Linked DNA regions of Anas platyrhynchos: region 1 is linked to region 2. The links are chromatin contacts, called in public Hi-C maps. All regions are on one chromosome and are shown on one strand. The core of a region is the stretch at or near the end of the contact, and the rest is flanking DNA. Distances in the headings are between cores, read along the strand shown.

Evidence for each region. A called contact is a pair of places that touch in the nucleus more often than the background predicts.
Region 1: a contact with region 2 is called in a Hi-C map of liver, with 6 times the contacts expected there. The contact joins two enhancer-like sites. A contact is called at or near these places in 3 of 8 Hi-C or Micro-C datasets (liver, skeletal muscle and subcutaneous adipose tissue).

What each region holds. Positions count from the first base shown.
Region 1 is chr1:125,281,072-125,286,962 of IASCAAS_PekinDuck_T2T, forward strand. It overlaps LOC113842084 (a long non-coding RNA gene), which reads left to right. Exons shown (of 5, transcript XR_011805051.1): 3 at 3,884-3,977; 4 at 4,389-4,702; 5 at 5,078-5,891. Among named protein-coding and RNA genes, the nearest start is that of CRYAA, 9.0 kb to the right of the region's middle. Within about 2 kb of position 2,125, at least 2 of the 8 cell types and tissues checked have an H3K27ac peak or open chromatin away from gene starts, as enhancers often do.
Region 2 is chr1:125,223,357-125,228,739 of IASCAAS_PekinDuck_T2T, forward strand. No RefSeq gene overlaps it. Among named protein-coding and RNA genes, the nearest start is that of CRYAA, 67 kb to the right of the region's middle. Within about 2 kb of position 2,240, at least 3 of the 8 cell types and tissues checked have an H3K27ac peak or open chromatin away from gene starts, as enhancers often do.

The DNA of each region.
Region 1 (5,891 bases), core at 875-3,374, 58 kb after region 2:
TTGCCTCTGTCTACAAACCTTTGACCTGGCTGTGTCCTGAGACATTGCAGCTACAGCAAAATATGCTGGAGGCCTCATTGTCTGGTTCTTTTCCAAGGTAAAGAAAGCACTTCACCTCGGATGCTTGAGAAACATGAGTTTGCATCTGATCCACTGGGGGACTTCATTCCACGGTGCAAACAGGCAGCGAGTGTCTCCTCTGTGCCCTGAACAGTGTGAGGGCAGGGCACGGGGAGAGGGTTTCCCAGTGTGGTAACACCAGGCTGGAGGCCTCTCTCCAGAGCATCCGTGCTTGCAAACCCTTCCTGCAGCAGCTGGCAGTGCAAGGCCTGTGGAAAAGAAACCACAAGCTCTATGGCCATGGATTTTTCCCCCAATTCACACCATCCGTCTTACTCCAAATTTTACAGGGTAAAACGCCGTCAGGCTCTGTTGTCTTGTTTCTTTTTGTTTTCTTTTCGTTTCTTTTTCATCTCTTGCCCGAACCAATGCATTGTCAGCTGCTCAGCTAACAGCCCGAATGTGCCAGCCGCACGGCTGGGCTGCCTTCTGCAACTACCCAGGCGTGAATCTGAACGAGCAGCTGACGTGAACAGCGCAGACCCCACCACCAGCACGCTCCAAGCATCAGCTCCGGGGAGGGAGAGCGGGGCCGTACGGACGCAAACTGATCCCATGCTGATTTCTGCTGCACTCATGATTATTTCTAGGGCAGCTTCTGCACTTTTATCTTATCGAACCAGATGGAAACGCGGGCTGCCTCTAGGTTTTGTTTGGGGTTTTGTTTGTTTGCTTGTTTTTCCTTTAAGTTTGTGTTACTGAACCATAAATGAGTCCATCTGTGGGTGCTGCTTTAGCTAGGACTTTGTTTCAGAGCTACCTGTCTGATCCCAGGGAGGTGCAGGAGGGCTGCTCCTTCCTGGGAAGATGGAAATCGATGTTCCAGACAGCTGCACTGGCACCATTGCTTATTTGGGTTCTCCATATAGGCCAGTCCGAACCTCTCTTACCCTGTGCTCCCTTCTGTGATGAGTTAAAATGACAGGGCATTGCTGGTGCCAGGATGAGCAAACCCAACCTAGGAGGCTTATCCCAAGGTGTCTCCTCTGCTGTGTGCTCCTGGAAGAGCTCCTGCCTAGCAAAAATCCTCAACAATCACTTTTCTTTACGAAATCCTTTCGCAGACTCCACCGAACCGCCTCTCCACGGAGGCACACAAATTGAAGCCAAGCTTTCTGCGTTACTATTTTCTGGACTGTTTGGAAGCAGTTTGTAAATTATCGGGGGAGAAAGGTCAGGCTGCTGCTGAACACTTCGGGAAGCCAGCATCGTGGAGAAGGGGCTGGCGTGCTTTGTCTGCAGTGGGAGAGGGTTCAGCACGCACATCCTCTGCAACACCCGAGGAGCCTCAGAGCAAAACCAGCAGAGACAAAGAGACGCGGCCCGAGTGCTTCTCCTTAAGTAAAAACAAACAACAACAAAAAAGCAGGAAATTAAACCCCAGACCTTCCTCAGGCAGTGCTGAAAACTATGAAGCAGGCTTCTCTCAGAGGTCCTTGCAGCTCACCTCGGGATACTGCTGGTGATGCCTGGTGGGTTTATCTCAAGATCTACACCAGCAGAGCCAAATCCCCTGCCAGACCTCAGCCAGGTGTCCCCCAGAGGAACAAAAGGGCCCAGAGCCTCCTGCTTGGGAATGGCCTGCGTGTGGGGAGGGCAAAGCACCCTTTTTATTGCAGAATCACAGGATGGCTGAGCTGGGAAGAGAGCTCTGGGGTAGCCTGCTCCAACCCCTGCTCAATGGATGTCAGAGGTGGGAGCAGGATTTGGGTTCCCAGCGACTTTTCCAGGGGTTGTTTCCCTGCAGCAGCGCGTGGAGTCCTGGGGTGAGGGGCTGGCATCGGGGTGGGGGGGGGGAAAGGAGAGAGCATGGGCAATGGGGCTGCACAGCTTCCTTCCGAGAGCACTGTCAACGAGAAAAGGAAAAATAAAACTGAAATAATTGCTGCTGGGAGGGGGGGAGGAAGAGAAACGTCTCTGGAGGAATACACAGGAGATGCCCAGAAAAATACCGAGCGTGACCTTTCGGTTTGGTCTTTCCTTTAAAGCAGAGAAGAGCGAATGCATCCCAAAGACATGGGGCTGCTGCCATCTCTTGGCCAACCTCGGGGCTCCTGAGCACGCAGGCACCCAGAGCTGCCTGATTTAGGGATCTCAAACACAGCCATTTCTTGCTCCGGCTGCTTTATTCTTTCCGAGAGGGGATTGCTGAATATGCAGAAGTCCTTTGGTACAGCGTCTCCGAGCTTCTGAACCTTTAAGGCATCAAGCCAACAAAATTGCGTGTGTGCAGCTATGTCAGAGGTGCAAGGTTTTGTGTGCACTGCGTACAGCCGAGCACAGGTAACTCTGACTTTACTACACGGATGCCCTTGGTCAACCAAAGACCTTGTGGGGGCAGAGCCCACGTCACCTCCCCAGCTGCATCTCCCAAATCCATGTGCAGCAATAAAAGGCATGGGGGTGCTCGGTGTGTCACTGTCACAGGCCTTTGAGGGCCTACTGGGTTACCTGGAGGTGCTCAGAGCCTCGTGCTGCTGCCAAATGCCATGTTTATGGCTTTCCACACCACTGTCATCGTACCTATCTGCCCGCTAGCCCTGTGCCCGTGTCTGTGGTCTCCCTGGGGCACAGCCCGAAATCTGGGGGCCCAAGGGAGTCCTTTGGTCCTCCGGAGCACAGGCAAGGCTGCCACCATGTGGGGACACAGCTCTGCTGGGAAATTGCTCGCTGAATCTTGGGGTGTCCCTCTGCCAGGAACATGGTGGGAAAAGCCCAAAGAAAATGGAAAAACTGGGGGCAGGAGGGGGAAACGTGGCACCCGCTGATCTCCTGAGCATTTACACCAGGTGTTGGTGCCACTGCCACCACCGTGGTGTCATCGGGGCCCTGTGGGAGCAGGGGGAATGGCCCCAAGGCCCCCTTCCTGACGCACCTCCCCCAGGATCCTTGGGGTAACGCTGCAGGGATTTCTGTGGAGGGGAAGCCAAAGCTGTTTCTGCTTTGCCTTGCTGCAGGCAAGGTTAGGTGATAAAAATGCAGCACAACAGGGACGGAAAATCACCCTGAGTGGCAAGCCCTGAATACAGAGCCACCCTACGCCGGGCTGCTTGGACCCTACAGGGTGCCACCAGCACCCAGTGGGCAGGGTCCCTCGCTGCCTTTCAGCCCATGGCCAAGTCATTGCTGAGTTTCTAGCCGATAGCTGGGGAGGCAGGTGGTGTATAAAGCTGCCTCTCTGTCCGTGCCACCCACGGAGGGATGGCAGCCCTCCTGCACGTGTCCTGCCCAGGGGCTGGGGGCTCTGGGGCTGGGGACAGCCAGGGGAGGCAGTGGGGACACGGCCCCCCCTGCATGATACAGCCGGCGTGTCCTCGTGCACTGGCTTTCAGCAGCCTCTCGTGTTTTTAATTAGCTAATGGATCGCCAAGGGATTTGAAATAAGCTGCTCTCAAAGCAGCGAGAGTCAGGCCTGCCTTCCCCAGGACTTGTCCCAAAGGGGTTGCAGCACGGGAGCTACCACCAGAGCTGCTGCCCCTCTGCGTGGCCCCAGTCCTGCCCTTGTTTCCTGCCATCAAGACTTCAACCTTCGGCCAAATGAGCAGAAAAAGGGGCCCTAAAATATCTGAAATCCCATTTCCTGGGACTGACAGACACACCCCATGCTGCTCAAACACCTGCAGGTAATGTCTTCGCACAGACCCGCTTCCTCCAGGATACCAGGCTTAAAATAAGTTTCCTCCTTTTTACACCGCTGGGAGGTTCGAGTGCGGGCTAAGTGCTTCTGGATGGTTCATTTCTCTCCTCCTGGCTCTCCTCATAGGGAGAAGAGATGCCAGCGGCTGACGGGGAGGCACAGAGGCTCCTGCAGAGAGATGCCCTGGAGCTCCCGGTGCGGTAGTGACTGCTCCCTCCTGGTACAAAGCCGTCCTTTCCCCAGACACACTCATTCACGCGTTTCCCTGGGAGATGGAAACTCAACAGACTGCACATTTTTTGGTTGAAAGCTTTGGAATTGCCCGATAATTAATCGCAGTAAAAATAGGTTAAAAATAGTGTTAGACTCCTGGGGGATGCCTTGCTTTCTAATTAACAGACAACCATCTCCCTCCTCAGGCACGCTCCCTCCCCTCCTGCCCCTTATTCCTGCAGCACATCCCTCCTGAGGAGAGGAGAGGAGAGGAGAGGAGAGGAGAGGAGAGGACAGGACAGGACAGGACAGGACAGGACAGGACAGGACAGGACAGGACACTCTCCATACCATGAGAAAAACAAACTGCACATATTTTCTCTCTATTTATTTTTTTATTATTATTATTTTTTCACAGCTAATCAGCCAAAAAGGAGTGGGTTTGCCTTTTTGGCAGAGCAAACTCTCTCTCCCCAGCTGTCTTCAGCTCTCCCCGCGGGCACGGCCATGTGCTCCTTCATGTGAAGGAAGTGTTGTTTGCCGTCCTGCCTCGTTTTGCAGGCAGGACACGGGAGCACCCAGGGATGTGTCAACAGAGATGAACTGGTGTCTGCTCCTGGGGAAGCGCAGACCCCCTCTGCTTAGGAGCCAAGGTAGCTCTGAAGCTCCACCTCATGTTGCAGGCCTCAGACTTGAGGATCTCTACCAAGAAGGAAGCACCCTGTGTGCAAGGTGACTGCATCCGTGGGGTTAACTACAGGACTACAGGGCTATCACTGATACCATGTTTTCCTTGTGTATCCCTATGTCCATCTGCTTGGATTGCTGTTTGGGTCAAGCATGAGTGCTGAGACCTTCAGTGCTGAGCCTCGGTGTAGGCTGGGAAGCCACGGCTTCCTTGTTTGGACCCACACAGAGTAATTAGTACCGACATTGGTGTCGGTACCTGCATCCAACCATCAATCAGCCTCAGTCATCCACATCAGATGACCCCCTCCACATTGTGTCACACAAACAAGGTCTGCATTGCCTTCTTCACTCATGCAGTGAGCTTAAGAAATGGCAAGAAAATGAAATTCTTTTTTTTTTTTTTTTTTTTTTTTTAAGGAACGCCTCGGAAAAGAACAAATCAAACCCCCGAAGCCAATTGCATGTTTCCTATATCTCTTTATTGACTGCCAGTGACCGAGTTCTCAGGCTGAGTGCCAGATACCAGTGGATCAGGTGGAGCTACGCTAGAAGTACAGCGAGGGCAAGAGCAAGGGGGTGAGACACGCGGGCTGGGATGAGCTCGGTGGGATTTGAAGCCTCTGCAGAGTGCTGAGCCCCCTCTCTCCCCAGAGAGCCTATGAAGACGTTGGAAAGGCGTGCGTGCCCTAGTGCCAGATGTCCCGAAGGGAAGTGACAGGCTGGCGGTGTGCACAGACACACTTGAACACTTTGCTGAAATAAAAATATGTGCTGCGATCCCCAAACGCAACACGCTGCTATTCGTCCTGCGGCTGCGAGAAACCTGTGGTACATTTATCACGCATGCACAGCATCCCAGGAGAGGTGCTTGGCTTGGCCCAGTTGCGTTTTTAGGAGCAGCCAGTTCAACCCTGTGGGATAAACAAGTCTCTGGGGCCTTCCCCCTGCTCCAAGCCCCACCACAAGCATCGGTGCAGCAGGAGCCAGCGTTACTCGTGCCCTCCCTCCTACCTGGCAGTGGTTGTGGACCACGGCACGGCACCAAGACCCTTCCAGCAAGCACAGCGGCGCGGCAGCACTCGCAGCCTGTGCCATCCTGACGGCATGGCTCACAGGCTTCAGATTCAAAGCCCACCTGCCACTCCCCCAGCCCCCCGTTCCACCCACGGGAAGGAGAAAATAAACAAAAAAGGGGCGGGTGGGGGGGAATAAAAGAAATAAAAGACCCAAA
Region 2 (5,383 bases), core at 990-3,489:
TAACCTGCACGGGGCCTGATGCTGCCCAGCTCAGCGCTGCAGCATCCCAGCCGGGCTGAAAGATGTCTTCACATCTGGGCTGTGTGAGAGCAGCTATTTTGCTTCCAGAAACTGCCTTATTAGCATCGCTGCAGCCTACGCAGGCATCTCCTTACCCAGTGAGCACTCACCTCCTCCCCTCGGCTTTCTGCCCAGGCAGGCAGGAGGTATTATTCCCGTCACAAAGGCACTGATGTCTGTGCCTTTTCTGGAAGGCACAGAAGCGGCTTTTCTGAATATTTGTACACTAGTGCGAAGAATGAGCGCTTTGGAAAAGGATTTTTCCTCTCTTCCTTGGCCTGATTATTGCCTGGCTTCTTGCTCTAGCTGTCTTATCTCACTATTTACCAACTAACCTGGCACACTGACCTTTTGGACTTCGTGCCGGCTTTTTCCTCCTTCTTCCCAGAAATGACGGCCGGCTTTCTGCGCAAACGCAGCCGAGCATCACAGGGCTTCTGCTCAGGAGACCATGCTTTCTGGACAAAACGAGCTACTGGCTGCACATTTCCAGGCAACTGGGGCATCACGAGGATGCACTGTTCAACTGCTTCCCGACATGAAGCTGCATGACGGCTCGCAAATTCAAAGAAAAGGAGTCCTCTCCGTACACCCACCTCCTGCCCCTGGTTTCCTCCCATTTCTCTTGAACCATTTGGAGCCAGAAAGACTGCAGACAGCTTTCCCACTGGAGCTGTAGGGAGCAGCTTGCTTCCACGTATGTGCCAGCCTGGGCTGCGTCGTGCCTCATCGGCCGTGTTTCGCTGAGCTCCCGCACCCGTGTGTCCAGCAGCTCTCCCCCTCCTGCAGTGGGGAGAGGATGTGAATCGGCAGCATTAAGGCAAACACCTCACATCCCCACAGGTCTTTGCACTTCCAGCTGTCCAAAATCAGACTTTCTTGCCCAGCCAGAGCGTTGTGACTACGGAGCAGAGCCCCCCAGGAACTGTGGCTGGTGTCAGCACATGCCTTGAAACAAGCCTGTGTCTGGGACAGGAGGCAGAGCAGATGTGGACACTACTATCGTACCAGCCTCTTTCCTTTCTGTCTCTTTTGTTCCTCCGAGTTCGTATTTTTGTGGGTAAACCCAAGCAATGCATGGCTTTGCTTCTTACTGTCACACACTTGGGCCACCCCAGGGAGTCACGACGCAGATTTTCCATTAGCGTCAAACGTACAGGGATTTATGAACTCCCATAACCTGGAGCTGATGAGAGCAGATTAGGGAGCAACTGTTTTTAGATAACTCGCATACCTAAGAAATCAGCTAATATAGGGCTGCCTGCTGACAGGTCACTTATTTCCCAAAGAGCGTGAGAGAATACCATGGTGACCTCCTCTTGTTCTATTGTCACTTTATTATACACAGGCACGTATACGTGGAGGGTTTGCTATTCATTTCTCTCCCTCCTCACACTGAGCTAATGCCCCAAGCTTTGTGCAGAAATCCTGCCCTAGGACTTCTCCTTGGTGCATCCCTTTGCATTGTGTCCGCACCAAAACACAAGACCAGACACATCCCTTTAATTTTAATATTGATAGCCATGCCAGTGGGTCCCAAAATAAATATATCGCCTTCACCACCTCCTCCAGATGGATTCAGGCTGCCAGTACCCTGTGTGAGTCTTGCCCATCTTCATTGCTGTAGGTTACCTCGCCCTCCAACCACTCTGCTAGGCAGAAAGGGCTGTCCCGTGTTTATATGTCCCACGGCAAACCATGTCCCACACCACAGAGTGTGAGGCTTTAAGGTGAGTGTCTTGTGCCTGGTCATGCAAGAATCCACCCCCCTAGCAAAATGAATACCTCCAAACCCGGTGCCTTTGACACGGGATCATCACCGCGTCCTTAGCAATGCAGATTGTTTGTTTTTAAGAAAAGTTTGGTTTAAAGCCCGCTGTTCCTTCCAGGATCATGTCGGCGATCTTTAGCCAAGGGAAGTGAGGAGAGATGTCCTCGGCCTTGGTGCTTTACCTGATGGAGGGGTTGTAAAGCATCAGAGCTGCCAGGAATGAGACACGTGGATTTTTTTTTTTTTTTTTTTTTCTGTAAGAAACACTGCTGTAAGGTTTTTCTGCCATGGGGAAGCAGAGCTAGCAGCCTCCCAGCACTCCCCCATGCCACTTGAGGGATCCTAGCAGTGCAAAGCCACGCACAGCTGCTCACTGCCAAGGTCAGCACCGCTCAGGCTGGGAGAAAACCTCCCCAAGATATCCACGACAGCCTTGTCCAGCTCAGATGCCCCTGCGTGCTTCGCATTTCTCAGTCGAGGCTGCAGCCCTGGGTCAAGTATTTCCTGGAGGAGCAGGCATTCAAGTACAGCCACCGATGTCAGCATCAAAAGCCCAGAGCATTTGGAGAGAAGATGGATGGACCAAGCTGAAATGTTGATGCAGCTTGCCATGACCTCAAGCAAAATTGAAGTAGATCTGGTGAATGGAGCTTAAAAATGTACATTTCTCCCCACTCTGCTGCAAGGGATGGCACCTACTCTGTAGGTCCTGGACCTACTCTGCTGAATTTCTGGGAATGGTCACAAGTGGCTTGGAAGTAGAAACGAGCTGGGAAGTGTCTGCCATCTGTCCCAGCCATCACTGCTGTTCTCGTTAACCCCAGGCTGAAGCGGGCACCCCTGCTGGCTGGATCTGTGTGACCTGCTGAGGGCAGAGAGAGTCCTTTCTCCCCCTGAGTGGAAGTAACAGGGCACAAGTGCGATTTTCCAGCAGATGGCAGGTCCATGGAAAGCAATGCTGGCTTAATGAGTTGTGTGCCACACGCCTCCCAGAGGAAAGCAGTAGCAAGCTAAGGATTTCAAAACGTCCTACTCCGGGTCATGATCTGAGCTGCTTAAAAATCCAAATGGTGCCTGGGAGGCCTGACAGGGGCAGAAAGAGCAGCCCGGAGTCCTGCATGTCTTTATATTTTCTGCTTCAGGTGTTTTGCTCCGTTTTGGAAGAGGCAGAGTAGGGGAGAAGAGGGAGTGCTGTCAGGCAGCTGGTTTAGCACCAGGAATCCCCCAGGTTGTGACCAGACCAAGTTGCCTGGTGTATGACACGCCTGCTGTATTCTGCAAAAGCACTCTGGTGCTTTTTCTGGTGCTTTTTTTTTTTTTTTTTTTCATTTCAGACCGGCTGGTGGGGCTGCGCTTTGATTAGCAGCTCTGCACACTTCTGCCTCCTGGGATCAGCCCAGCCACTGCAGTCACTTTTGGCATCCGCAACGGAGGAAACATCTCCTGCCAGAGGCCACCAGATTCCAGCCTCCCCCTTGCTGTCAGTCTGTGTTTTCTTCTGCTCCTGCCTCGTCTCTTATCTTCCTTTCCATCCCCAGGAGCGTAGCTCATGCCTCCGCAGATCCCTGTGCAGATCACATTCATCTCTTCTTCATTATCTCTGAGGGACAGCTGACCTGGAGAGAAAGGGTCAAACCCGAGCAAACCCTGGTAGCACTACCCTGCTTTTTTTTTTTTCCCTCGCTCTGAGCCTCTTTTCTGAACCCTGAAGTTTGGAAAAGGTGGTTGCAATTGTGGCTTGAACAGCTCAGTTGGATAAACCATTAGTCCTTTCCTGCTGTAGTTAAAGGCTTTGCAACCCTACTCTGGATGAATTGTCTTTTTTTTTTGTCTTTTTTTTTTTTTTTTTGAGGTTTTTGCTGTTTAACTTGGCTTTTGTGTGCATGAAATGTAGTGGAATGGATTACGGATGTGTGCAAAGATCTGTAAATAGCTGTTTCTTGCTTACAGCTGTGACTGTGTACTGTTTATCATGCTAAACGCATTCATTATTTCTTCCAGAATCAGCTATTGTTAAGTATTTAAAAACTTTTTTTTTTTTTTTTAAAGAAGTAGGAGAAAATCAAGCAAGGTAGGGGTTGGTGTTTTCTTTTTAAGACTTACTTGTAAAAAGTCAGGCACAAGCCAAGGCTTTTGGACAGTCTTACATCCCTTGAAAATAATATGCCAGGTTAAAACTAATCATATAAAGAACCTACTTTTAAGAATATGCTTTTCTACCATTTTACACTACCAGAGCTTTTTTGCCTTTCATGTGTCCCCTCTGTAATGGACATATGGAATTCCTAGGAAATGGTTTTCACCCAGAAAAAAATACTGATAAACCATCAAACACGCTGCGTTACTCCTGGAGAGGGAAAGCAGTCAAAGGAAAGCGAGCAGTGAGTTGGCGAAACAAGTGATTCTCCTTTAAGAAAAAGGAAAAATGCATGATATTTTGGGGGAGTTGCTAGTAATTAATTTATATATTTGACTTCAGTCATTTGTTTTAAACTTTGACCGTTTCCGTAAGATATTAATGACAGGAGTTTGGACTCGCTTGTCCTGGTATGTCATGCCTGCTTGCTAACTGTAAAACAAACACAATTTTAAAATGACCTGGAACGAAATCCAATTTTTAAATGACAATTTTAAAAAATGACTTGCATTTCACCCTTAGATGTAGACCGAATGTTTTCAAAATATCCTTCATGTGCTAGCTCTTCTTTGGTCTGTGTTCTTAAGAAGCTCGTGGAGCCTGGCATCGTGTCCCCCACGTGCACGAGGCACACGTGCTGCACCTCTTCTGCTTGACCCGAGGTGTTTAGAAGAAGACCCAATGAGTGTGTTGAATCTGCATTAATCACCCTTTGCTGCCTGGAGTTTCAGCATGAAGCACTTCCTTGTCGTGCCCATCAAGACAGGAATATCATTGCTAACAAACTCCTGGAGACCCAGCTCACATGGATGGAGCCTGTGCAGCGTTTGTCACGTTGGGTTTGAACTCAGCTGCACCAACGGAGCCCCACGAAGACACCGGCAGCTTTATCCACATCCAGCCAAGCCTGTCGGTGCTTTGTTTGCACAAGCCTTATCTAGCCTACCCCAATTGCATGCGAAGGCTTTTTGCTCCTGTGGCCTGATCTCTGCTATCTGCCATGCAGAGCGTTAAAAATGCCCTGGCCTCTTGTACCTTTTCGTAAAGAAGGCGCCGTGCAGGGCAGATAAGGGGCAATGCATGGCAGAGGCTTGGCAAACACTTTATGGTGCCACTGCCTCTGTGAGGCTGGGAGGTACAGCAGGCACGGAGTGTGCCTAAGGAACTGCGCCACGATTGCAAAACACCGAGCAGCAAGGTAGTTAAGGGCCATTTTCCGGGCATGGACAATTGCACAATTTTTACCCCAGAAGCACTTAAGTCAACCTGCTTTGTCTGCCAGAGGTGGTACCACGCTCACCTACACGCAGAACCAGCCTTGGGTTGGGATAGGGACGGAGACACCTTACACCTTGTGCTGGACATAAGTAGCACCCAGCCAGATCTAAGACACCGTGGAGCCAGGTGCTCACCCA